Regions from separate parts of the Ovis aries genome. Here region 2 is linked to region 1. The links are chromatin contacts, called in public Hi-C maps. All regions are on one chromosome and are shown on one strand. The core of a region is the stretch at or near the end of the contact, and the rest is flanking DNA. Distances in the headings are between cores, read along the strand shown.

The links. A called contact is a pair of places that touch in the nucleus more often than the background predicts.
Region 2: a contact with region 1 is called in a Hi-C map of skin fibroblasts, with 2.3 times the contacts expected there. The contact joins the enhancer-like site here to the promoter of PTGER4 in region 1. A contact is called at or near these places in 3 of 16 Hi-C or Micro-C datasets (blood, omental adipose tissue and skin fibroblasts).

Annotation. Positions count from the first base shown.
Region 1 is chr16:33,941,194-33,947,038 of ARS-UI_Ramb_v3.0, forward strand. It overlaps PTGER4 (prostaglandin E receptor 4), which reads right to left and starts at 2,331. Exons shown (of 3, transcript XM_015101313.3): 1 at 1,760-2,331; 2 at 374-1,301. The coding sequence starts at 1,258.
Region 2 is chr16:34,371,493-34,377,337 of ARS-UI_Ramb_v3.0, forward strand. No RefSeq gene overlaps it. Among named protein-coding and RNA genes, the nearest start is that of TRNAE-CUC, 250 kb to the left of the region's middle. Within about 2 kb of position 3,004, at least 3 of the 54 cell types and tissues checked have an H3K27ac peak or open chromatin away from gene starts, as enhancers often do.

The DNA.
Region 1 (5,845 bases), core at 1,081-3,580:
TTCGGATTCCGCCTGAGGATGGGGCTCAGTCACACTACTACAGCGGTTTCCTCTCTACATCTGACCGAGAGCGGCGCGCGTTCTCGGAAGGCTCAAGGCCACTGTCAGGCAGCCAGAGGTAGGGGCTGTCCCGGGAGGGAGAGGAAACCAGGCTTTCGGGGAAAGAAACTCGGCGATGTAGGGGAAAAGCACCTGCTGCACCTCGCTAGCGGTGGGGCCTAAAAAGAGCCTGGGCGTGGGGACCCCAGTCCCGACCTGGAGGAGACACGTCGGTGGCCGGTGGCCGAGGAGAGGGAGAGCAGGGAGCGGGAGATGGAGGAGGGAGGTGAACGCAGGAAAAGGGCCGAGTGGGGCCCTGACCCCTGCCACTCACCACAAGTGGAATGGAGCAGATGAGCACCACCAGGGAGGTGGCGATGAGTAAGATGACCATCTGGATCTCCGCGCCCGCGATGCGGCGGAAGCTCCGGCGGCGGCGAAAGTCGCTGAGGCGCGGCAGGGCTGGGGAGGAGGCGGCCGGGGGAGCCCGGCAGGCGGTCGGGGCCAAGGCGACGGCGGCGGCGGCAGCGTGGTGCTGCTGTTCGGTGCCCAGCGAGGTGCGGCGCATGAACTGTCGGTGCATGCGGAGCAGCGCGCCGCACACGAGCACGTTGCAGAGCACGGTGGCGAGGATGAGGAAGGAACTGAAGCCCGCATACATGTAGGAGAAGGCGGCGTGCGCTGTCACGTTGGTGGTCCAGTCGATGAAGCACCAGGTGGCCGGGTACTGCAGCCGCGAACTGCCCAGGCCCATGCTGGGCAGCGCGCAGAAGAGCACGTTGGACGCGTAGACCGCGAAGAGCGTGAGCCCCGCCAGCCGCTTGTCCACGTAGTGGCTGTAGAAGTAGGCGTGGTTGATGGCCAGGTAGCGCTCGATACTCATCGCACAGATGATGCTGAGCCCCGACAGGCCGAAGAAGAGCAGGATGAAGGTGCTGTACTCGCACAGCGCGTGGCCCCCGGGCCACTGGCCCTTCAAGTAGGTGGCGATGGTCACCGGGCTCACCAACAACGTGCCCAGCAGGTCGGTGACCGCCAGCCCGCATACCAGTGTGTAGAAAGTCGTCTCCTTCTGCTCTTTGCGCGACTTACAGAGCACCACGATGGCCACCAGGTTGCCCACCACGCCGAAGATGAACATCACCGCCGGGATGGTCACTGGGCTGTTCAGTGGGTTGGAGGCCTGGGAGGATGATGCATTGGTCCCAGGGGCGGTCATGGTGGTGGCCGACGGTACACTGCCTTGGAGTGCGAGGCTGGGTCTGTGGAGAATAGGAGAGAGACGAAGAAGCGATGAGCAGAAATTACCACCTGCAAAAAGGTGTCAGACCCGCTCCCGAGAAACAATATGTTGATGAGAGATCGGGGGAGCAACTCGATCCAACATTGTGGACTGCAGTCACTTACCAACTGCAGCAACCTAAATCTCCAGGCTCCGGATAAGTCCTGCCGGCAGCACCACTCTACGGGCATTAATATTTATACGTTGATACTGTCTTTCTCTCCTCTCCCCAACCCAACTCATTCCACTGCCAAGATGAACAAGACCTATCTCAAGGGAAAACTGGCTTGCTCGTTTTCCCGACAGATTCTGAGTCAATAAAAGTCTCGCTGAAAACAAGTTATGGAAGATAATTTGAAGAGAGCACTCTTCATTTCCTGGCTACGCTCAAGGGGCGCCCGCACCGCTCTCTGCCCAGTGCCCCCAACCCTGTCTCACCTGTGGCAGCCGCGGAGGTTGCAGTTACGTAAGCCCCCAGGGTCAAGCCTCAGATGTCCTGGACAAGCCTTCAACCTGCCCTCAGCCGTGCCCTGCTCAGTGTGGAGCTTGCCAAGCCTCTGCCTTCTCAGAGCTTGCTCTCGGTGGCTGCCAGTTTTCCGGAACTGGGGTCAGTGGTCAGCTTTCAAAAACTTGGAGAAACAGAAGGGCAGCGAAATGGGTCAGTGAAGCCCGATCATGGATTGCTTTATTCCTTCGTCTTTTCCTTCGTTTCTTCAAAGACGATCCAAGTTTTGCGGAGCCCGCGGGAATCGTCCGTGGGCGGACAGCTCTCAGGTGTGCGGCGGCACCGCGCTGGTGGCACCGAGCCTGGGTACCCGGCTCGGGCCGCCCTCCTCCCCAGCCCAGGGCAGCGCGGGCGGCTACCGGGGCTGGCGGCTAGAGCTGAGGGCGCTTCTGACGCCCTGGGGGCGGCTTGAGGTCCTCTCGGCCCGAGGCTCTGACCTGGGGCGGTTCATCTTCCTCTCAGGCTGCCGGGTTTCCAGCTCCGCTCTTGCCAGTCCAGCCTCTGTACAAACTTTTCTGCAGCTTCAAGTTTCCCTGGCGGGGGCGGGGCCACACAGCGCGCGGCCTGGGCGCCCATTGGCCAGATGTGAAGTGGGCGGGGCGCTCGCTCGCTCCTGTGCGCAGAGAGGAAGCGCTGCGGGCCGGAGGGCGGGGCCCCGGGCGGCGCGGGTCCCACCGCGCCTCTGCCCGCTGCTTGCTTGCGGCTTTCCAGCCCACCGCGGGGCTGGGATGGTGGAGGCTTGGCCTCCTTGCTCCAGGCAGGTGGTGCGGAAAGGCCGCGGTCCGCGGGGACTCTGGGGGGAGTCCCGGTATTCTCCTGTGCACCCTCTTAGCTACTTTGAACTCGGTATCCAGGGCAGACAGCTCTGAAACCGGCATCTTCCTCGCTGTCTCCTTCTCCAAGTGGGCTATTTCTCGCACCTTCTTCAGCCGAGTTGCAACATCTGGGTGCTGGGAAGGGAGGTCAGCGGCTTAGGATTCTACCTGGGAGCTGTCGAGGTGTGTGTGTGTGTGCGCGCGCGTGGACCGGGGAGGAGAAATAGGGTGCGTGCGCCAGTGGCCCCGGATCAGAAGGGTGCGCGTGACTGTGGTGGTGGCTGGGTGGGAGAGTGGGCACCAGGGTTGGGCGGGGAAACGACGAGGAATCCATCCTCTCACCACGAAAGGAGTTCGTTGGCAGTGCCGAGGCAAAAAAAAGGTGAGGGGGGTGGGGAGAAGCCGGGACAGCAACCTCTCCCGTCGCAAGTGGCAGAGACCTGCGGCTGCGGAGAGCCGGCGCGCGGCCCTCCAGGGGACCGACAGTGACTGCGGAGGGCTGTCTGTCGCTGTCTGTCGAACCGAGGAGACCTTTGTCCTCCTTCGGGGAACTTCTCCGGCCCGTGAGAACGGCTAGACTGAGTTTCGTGTCTGGGCTCGGTTAACAGTCAGATTTAGACACCTTCACCATGAATTCTTGGAAAGGCTGATACAGAGAGACTGGGATTGTTTTTAAGTAAAGGAATTGTCCAGTCACTACCTCACTAGTCAACTCTTGGAAAAGCCTATTTGCTCTACCTTTTAATCTTTGAATTACAATGTAGCTTCTCGTTATTCCTTTCTCTTTTACTTGCTACAGTCAGAACTGTTCTATTAATATTTTACTTGCTAGAGTCAGAACTGAAAAATGAAAAAAAAATGATTGTAAAACTTTATGGCATAATTATAACTGCTTCACCATTTTTTTTTAAACCGTAAAGTGAGATTGTGTGAGCCTTCATAATTTCAGTTCCTAGGATCTCTTTCCAGAGGTCGGATACATGCATTTTAACATAATGCATCTCCTCACAGGATAGATAAATAACTTGATCCTTTTATATGCTAAAGCAAGCACTCATGCCTTTATTATTTCGTGAATGTACAAACCTAAGAATTTATCTGGTGCTCTAGTTATTCTCAAGTGACACAGTAACAAACGAGTAATAGGAGGAACAAAACGTTCCAGTTTTCAGCTAATTACAGGACATAATTGTATAAGGCACCATGTGGATATATTGATATAACATCATTCTGTTTGTATTGTTTCCACATGAATATCAGGGGTTCGGAAAGAAACACACATTTGGTAGCAGATGTAAAAAGAACTGATGGAGATCTGTCAGTTTCTCGGAGTCCTAATCCACTATAACCACTCCTGTTGTCTGTGCTTCCTGTTAAGTAGTAAGCTCTAGGATTGTGTCAGCATTGAAAAAGGAAACTGCACGTTCTACCCCCAATCTTTTGTGACCACATTGCATCACTGTCACCCTGTCAGGTGGTTGTTAGTAAGAGTTTGAAGGCGAAGTGGGAAGTTCCACTTATAATCACCCTCTGCTAATAAAATTTTTTTTCCAATTCTCTTTGCATTTGAAGTTCCTAAAATGGAGAACAATTTGAATTGGTCCTTATTAACTTTTCATGATGAAGCGTATTTTAAATATAAAAGTTGAGGCACTCTGTTGAGAGAATTAGGATTAGAGATTTTAGCACATTGCTGATAAACTGGACTTGTTACCAATAGAGCTGTTTTTCTTACTACTCATTTACATTTACTTTGCAAAGTAGCTTTACGAAAATGAAAATAAGTATCCAGAACATAAGACTGAAAAAATGTTATGAGGTTTACCTCTACCCTCTCTTGGTACATGATTCTTAAAACTTAAGTTTAGCTTTCAAAAGTAGAAGTTGAAAATTTGGAAACAAATATTTTATTTTCTTTATTTGAAAAACTGGGACACTTGTTCAGTGTCCCTCACAGTCTCCTGGGAATGTACGTTGCAAAAGAAAACAAAGAATCACCGCGATTAGGCGGACAATTCTTATCATTGCTTGTGTATTTTAAGAAAATATTTTATTCTAAGCATTGATTTGTATCCTATCTTGCCATTTCTGCCTCGATTCCTACTCTACACTATAAGTCCGTGTTTCAATTCTGTCATCAAATCCTCCCTGAAGGTTTGCACTAGTCCAAGAATGGCCTGACTGATCCTTTTGATTGCTCTGTGCTAGCTAATTACTGGACTATTCTTTTAGGTCAACATCATAAAGCGGGAACTCTTAAAAGCAGAGTCCACTTGGAGGCTACCAACTACATTCCCTTTGACTAGGTTGAATCTTCCTTGGATCAAAAGAATGGGTAACCAGGGGGCTAGTTCTTGGAAGGAAGGTAGCAGGATGAATCAGATCTGGCCTGGACCCCATACTGAGGCAAAGCTGGCCAGATCTTAGAGCATTCCTAAAGAGCTAACATTCAAGTAGCAAAGCCCACACAAAACCTGCTTTCTGTCATTCAGGGCTGGCCATATAGATACTCAAAAAGGTGAAACAGGTGTCTATCTGGTGCAGATAACCCAGTGCCCATGGCCACATCTGCCTTCCACCTGCTCATCCGACTGGCTTAGTAAATTACAAGCATGACATTAACCTGATGTTGGGCATGAAAAGAGGTCCATGATTGTGGCTTTGGTCCCTCCCTTTTTAGCAGTGCATTTTAAATGTGCACCTAATTATTTTCATTTTCCAAGCATAAGTTGTGTGCTAATTCTGCTGCTTAGGGTTGTTATACATGTTAGTACTGTGACTGACTCCTCAGTGTCTTCATATGGGCCTGAATTACCACTGTGGAGGCTGGTCGCCACCAAGTGATTGCTTCAGGCTTGCTTCTTCTCTGACAGTTTCACTCATCTAAGTGACAGCTTTCTACCTTTTTATGCTTCCCCTCTTCTTTCTCCAGACAGATATTTCCACTGCACTCCCATTGTAAACTGGGCTAATGGACAAAGAAAGAAGATTACTTAATTAATTTTGATCATTTTTAAGAAGAAACTTTTTATTTTGTATTGGAGTACAGCCAATTAACAAACAATGTTGTCATTGTTTCAGATGAACAGTGAAGGGACTCAGCCATACATATATAAGTGTCCATTCTCCCCCCCAAACTCCCGTCCCATCCAGGCTGCCATACAACATTGAGCAGAGTTCCAGGTACTATTCAGTAGGTCCTTG
Region 2 (5,845 bases), core at 1,754-4,253, 430 kb after region 1:
CTTGGATTTATAAAGAGACTGTGCAGAAATCCTTTCTCTGTTCTCTCCTGTTCGTTGTGGAAGCATGGCCTGGCTTCTCCTATCACAAGCCAATGACTGAGCCTAAAAAGGGCCTACATAGACATAAGAGGCTTCATGAGCAAGTTCATTCTTTCTTGATATTTATGTCATTTCCCTCCAGTCTTGCTGATTTGCATCAGAACACCTTTCCCAGAAATACAAGGGTGAAATTGAACTCTAATTTAGGAGGGAAGAGTGGGGAGAAACCAGGACGTTTCCACGAGGTATTCTAGTGAGTTCTGCCAGCACTTACTGGAAAACTCTGCTTTTAGAAATTTAGGCTCTTAGGTAGTGATTTATGAGGTCGGATAATATCTTGAGATATTAATTGGTACCCCCTCACCATAGCTCCTTTTGTTTTGTGACTCTTCTTCATACCTGGGAAACTGTGACATTCTATGTGTATGCCTCAGGGAATAAATTACACACAGAAAGCAGAGAACATAAATAGTTTGAAATATGGCTTCAGAAACACCCTGATATCAAAACATGAGACAAATGACAGAGAAGAATATGATTGGCACCCAGAGCAGAGAAATTTTTCCTGACTAGGAGAAAGAAGAAAATTAAAATCAGAGAATAAGCTAGACAGGATTTAGTCACCCTGTGAACTTTCTGCCTGGTGTTGAATCCAGGGTTGAACAAAACATAGAGGAAACACGCAAAACAAAAGTCTCACTAGATTCAGGATGATCTGTGAAAAATCTGTTTGTATCCTTCTCAGTAAATGAAGTCAGAGGGCTGCTAAAACTTGTAGAAGTTTTCATCAGCATTTATAGAAGTGTTTCATAGAAGCACTTGAGTAAACAGTTTTACAGAATGTTTAGGCATACAAACCTGAGGAACGTCATAGAATTTTCCCATGCTCTTTTGGTTCAGGGAACAACCAAGTGTTTTCAGTATGCCTGAGAGAGTTTTAACATAACTGATATATTATAGAATCAGATCCAGAGAGGCCTTGGGATGGAATGAGGAAGACACTACTGGCTGTGTAGACCCATGGCCAAAGGAGCCAGTGGGCATCTGGTGATGACAGAGGATCGGATTTCCACCCCCACCTCCATTGCCTCGGTGCAAACCCAGTGCTTCTCCTTTCAACTTGGATGCAACTCCAAGGAAAAGATGGAACTGAGTTGAGTGAGATGACCCAGAATTGACAAGATTAAGTTTCTACCACAGAGTGCAAAGTGAACATAAAAAAAGGACTTTACATTTCTTGTATCCTGAATTTGTGGGCTTAATATCAAAGTCATCTTATACGTTGAGAAAAATGCCATTTAAAGCTGTGGCACTGGGACTCATCACTAAAGGTGATTGAATGAGTATATGAGTTTATCCCTTGATTCCCTTAGAGGGAAAAGGAAAATATATTTGTTGTAGCTTTAGAGTCTGAACACATGGTCCCAGCACTCAGCTGTTATAGTTCCTTGCTTGTGGACTTCAGAGTTTGGTGAGTTGCTCAGAACTCATAGGATGAAAAGCTGCACTGTGTGTCAGTACCTGTGCTATCTTGGTATGTGGGCAATGAAGGGCCACTTTAATTCAGTTTTTAGGAAGCATCATCTAATCTGGAAAATGAGTAAGATTTGTCTAGGCAAGAGCAGAGGTGTTGGGAGTGAGATGGTATCCATGGTAGAAAGCAGAGCTTTTACAGAGAGTTTGGAAGTAGAAACGTGTAGATGTCATTCAGTCAGACTGGACTTTAGATGCCAAGGCAGTAGGAGATGGTCAAGAGGTAAGGTTAGGAAAGCAAGCCCTAGCAAAGCAAGCCCTTAGTATTTTTCATACTAAGGAGATCAGCTTTATCTTGAGGGCAGTGAGGAGGCACTTCAGCATTTTAGTCAGTGGAATTCATCAGGCTATTCAGTGGGATAGTGGAGAAGAGGGAATCAGGCCTGGATATTAGGGAGACCACGTAGGGGAGGTTGGAGCGATCTGGGAAAGCCTTGTGATAGCCTGAATTAGGGAATTAGCAGTAGGAATGAAGAGAAATTGACAGATCTGTAAAATAGTCAGATCTCTTGATATAATAAAATATCCTGATTAAATTAATAAACAAGATCTCTTCTGTGCCATTTCTTGGTTCTATAAGAGTCTCCCTCTTGATGTTGCACTTGGGGATTTTACTTGCTTCATGGGGTTCTTTGGGTTTGTATTCTCAAAATGTTCCTACTGCCTCTGGTCTCAGAGACCAGGTGATATAGTAGTAGAAGGTCTGTGTTGTTCCCAAACCCAAGGTTACATAGATATTCAACTTAAACCTGGATCTCCTAACCTGAGTATTGGTTCTATCAGACTGAAATAAATAAATATATAAAATATGAAATATATATATATTTGTGAACACCTAAAGACTCTTCCAGTTTTTACTAGAGTGTATGTATTAGAGTGGATCCTAGAATCCAAGTGTTGTCATAAATGTTCCTAGAAGCAGATAACACTAAAACCCCACATAATTGGAAATACAGTGAACACAGTTTACTCATTCTATTCTGGTGTCCTTAGAGAAGAGGAAACTGTAGGGGAGTGAGCCCCGTGGGATTGGAGGGAGATTTTAGTTGCTCACCAACATGACTCAGAAGTAAAGTTAAGCTTCCCAAGCACACCTGTGACTTAAATGAGAACATGATACAGAGACTCAGGGGAGAGAAAAGGAAATGGAAAATTAGATCTCTGGTCAAATATTTAATAAAATGTAATTTTCAAAAGGAAGATATAAAATGCATGCAAAATCTCAAAGTATAAACCCAGAGAAGTCACAATTACCCAAATGACATGGTTTGAGTATAAATGGAAGTGTAGGGGTGATATTCTCCCTATTTAGTGAATAGGATGTGTATTGAATGAATAATGCATTTTTACACCAGATGGAGGGGCACTCCTTATAAAGATTTCAGGGAAATGACTATGCTGTGAATTACTGGGCATGTGCTGGCACTGTGTTCTCTTGGTAGTGTGGAACCACATTGAGCTAGTGAGATGTGAGTCATCCTACGAGATAACTGATCATTTCAAGACCTCATGCCACAGAAGCAATGGCAGACGAGATTGTTTCTAAGTCAGTGGTCCATGAATGGGTCGGGATGCTCCAACTACTATATGAAAGATGCTTTATTAGCTATGTACATTAAAACCTCAACTAGAATAGCTAGGAAATTGGGCAAATTGTTAATTTGTATTTTGTGGTCAGCTGTGGCTAATGTGGAAAACCCCTTTTTGCTTTAAAGCTGTTATTCAAAATGTTTTCTCAAATGCATTAAATCATTCTCCTCACTTTGAAGCCTGCAGATTAAACACAGAATACTATACTACAGAAGCTTGGGAGGCTAGACAGAATGTGTTCTCATCCCCGGGATTTATGCTGAAAACTGCTTTGTTATGAATCTCTGAATAGAGTACGTTTTCTCACTTTCTCATATCCTTCCCGGAGAAGGAAATGACAACCAACTCCAGTACTCTTGCCTGGAAAATCCCATGAACAGAGGAGCCTGGTAGGCTGCAGTCCATGGGGTCGTGAAGAGTCGGACACAGCTAAGCGACTTCACTTTCACTTTCATGCATTGGAGAAGGAAATGGCAACCCGCTTCAGTGTTCTTGCCTGGAGAATCCCAGGGATGAAGGAGCCTGGCGGGCTGCCGTCTATGGGGTCGCACAGAGTTGGACATGACTGAAGTTGACTTAGCAGCAGCAGCATATCCTTCCTTGTAAAAAGTTAAATACCAAAAATACTTCTTGTAATTAAAAGATCCAGCAGTTTACGTGTATGCAGTTTAAGTTCAGTTAACTGAGATTTTATTATTTCAATATATATTTTGAAATGCTTGCAATTGTTTCACAACTCTGACGTCTAGTGTTGCTTGTTAAAAATTCTTTATTGTGTTTTATTATTTTTTAACTCTCTGTTGCAGTTTTAGGCTAATAATTTGCTGTACTGTCCTAGACTCACCAACCAGGTGATTAAATGAGAGTTAAAAGCAGGTGATTGATAAGAGTTAAAGGTAGTATGTTTGTCCATGTGATTACACTATAAAAATAACATTATGATGCTTTGTTAAAATATCTAAGGATAAACATAAAAGAGGCTACACTTAAACAGAGTAAATTGAGTCCAAGATTTAGAGAAGGGCTGCAACTGATAACTTATTCAAGGTCAGCTTTTAAAGCTGTCACTTGGCCTTTTCTTCTCAGGCTTAAGCAGAAACAGCATATACTAATGTATTTCCTGCCAGTGAAAGTAGAGGGGGAGGAGACATTTAGTTCACATATGAAACATGTTTACGTGTCTCTTCAGCTTCTAAACTTGTAATAATTCAATTATTATATATTTATATTTTCAACTTGTTTCCCCATTGCATACTTAATATTTAATGGAAAGTATAACTGGAGAAATGTTTTGCTCTGATGGTGATTTTTCATTCAAATCCTTTTAAACACATCCTACCTGAAAATTTCTGTGCAAGGTTCTACTTTTAGTAGACCATTTCTCGGCTACTTGTAACTAACCTAAAAGCCAAAGCAAAAACTGGGAGACATTTAAGCTAGACTATCAGTAGAGGTTAATGTTATTAAGCTTGTACTATAGATCTAGTATGATTCACTCTAGAAACATTCATGTGGGCAACTCAAAAGTAGCGATATTGAATTAAGGAATCAAAAGCTAGGCTGAGATAGAGAAAAAGAAGTTTGAGGGCAGTGGATCCTTGCCCATATTCCTGGCCATTATTCCATGTCTTTATGTTGTTGACTCTTCCAAACTCTCCTCAGAGCCATTTCCATGAAGAAACTATCAGAGAAAAACATCCTCAGAGCACATCTCTTCCCATATGATCACTAAATCAATATATACACTTTGGAGGGACTGATGCTGAAGCTGAAACTCCAGTAGTTTGGCCACCTCATGCGAAGAGTTGACTCATTGGGAAAGACTCTAATGCTGGGAGGGATTGGGGGCAGGAGGAGAATGGGGACAACAGAGGATGAGATGGCTGGATGGCATCACGGACTCGAAGGACATGAATCTGAGTGAACTCTGGGAGTTGGTGATGGACAGGGAGGCCTGGCGTGCTGCGATTCATGGGATCGCAAAGAGTCTGACACGGCTGAGCGACTGAACTGAATTGAACTGAACTGAGGATTCCATAAGAGGTTAGTTATCTTTCTGATTTGAAGTCTCAGAGTCTCTTTGCTGTGGAGTTACCAATGAAAGCAGACTTGGGTGAGTAGAGGTGGCTCATCTAGACCAGCGTAAAAGAGTTCAGAGAAGTTCACTGAGGCTGAAGAACTTGGCTCAGGGATTCCTCCCCGCCAAGGAGACAATGGAGGGCAGAGTTCTATAAAAAGAAGGAAGAGTAAAGAGGATTTTTGGAGGTTTTCCCAAGTAAGAACTACAGCAAGTTTATGTCATTTCTTTGCAATTTCAGCACCACCACCAAAGAGAAGTGATTCACCATGAGATAATAACATTTCTGGCGTCCACACTTCCACGAAATACCTGAGGCACAGGAGTTCTTGGGAGAAAGAATTTACGAGAGAAGGGCTTAGGGAATACCAGGATGTCTCTGTCTCTCTTCTCTGCTTGATTAACTCCCATTTACCCATCAGGTCTCTGTGTCCTTTAAGAGGCCATGCCTGACCCTCAGCATAATGATGGATGCTTGGTCCAGGTGCTCCTAGGGCATCCTGGGCTTACATCTGTTTAGCACCTTTCATTTTGTGTGTAACTTTGTCCCTACCAATAAACTGAGTGCTTCTTGATGACATGGGATATACTTTTCTTTACCATTTA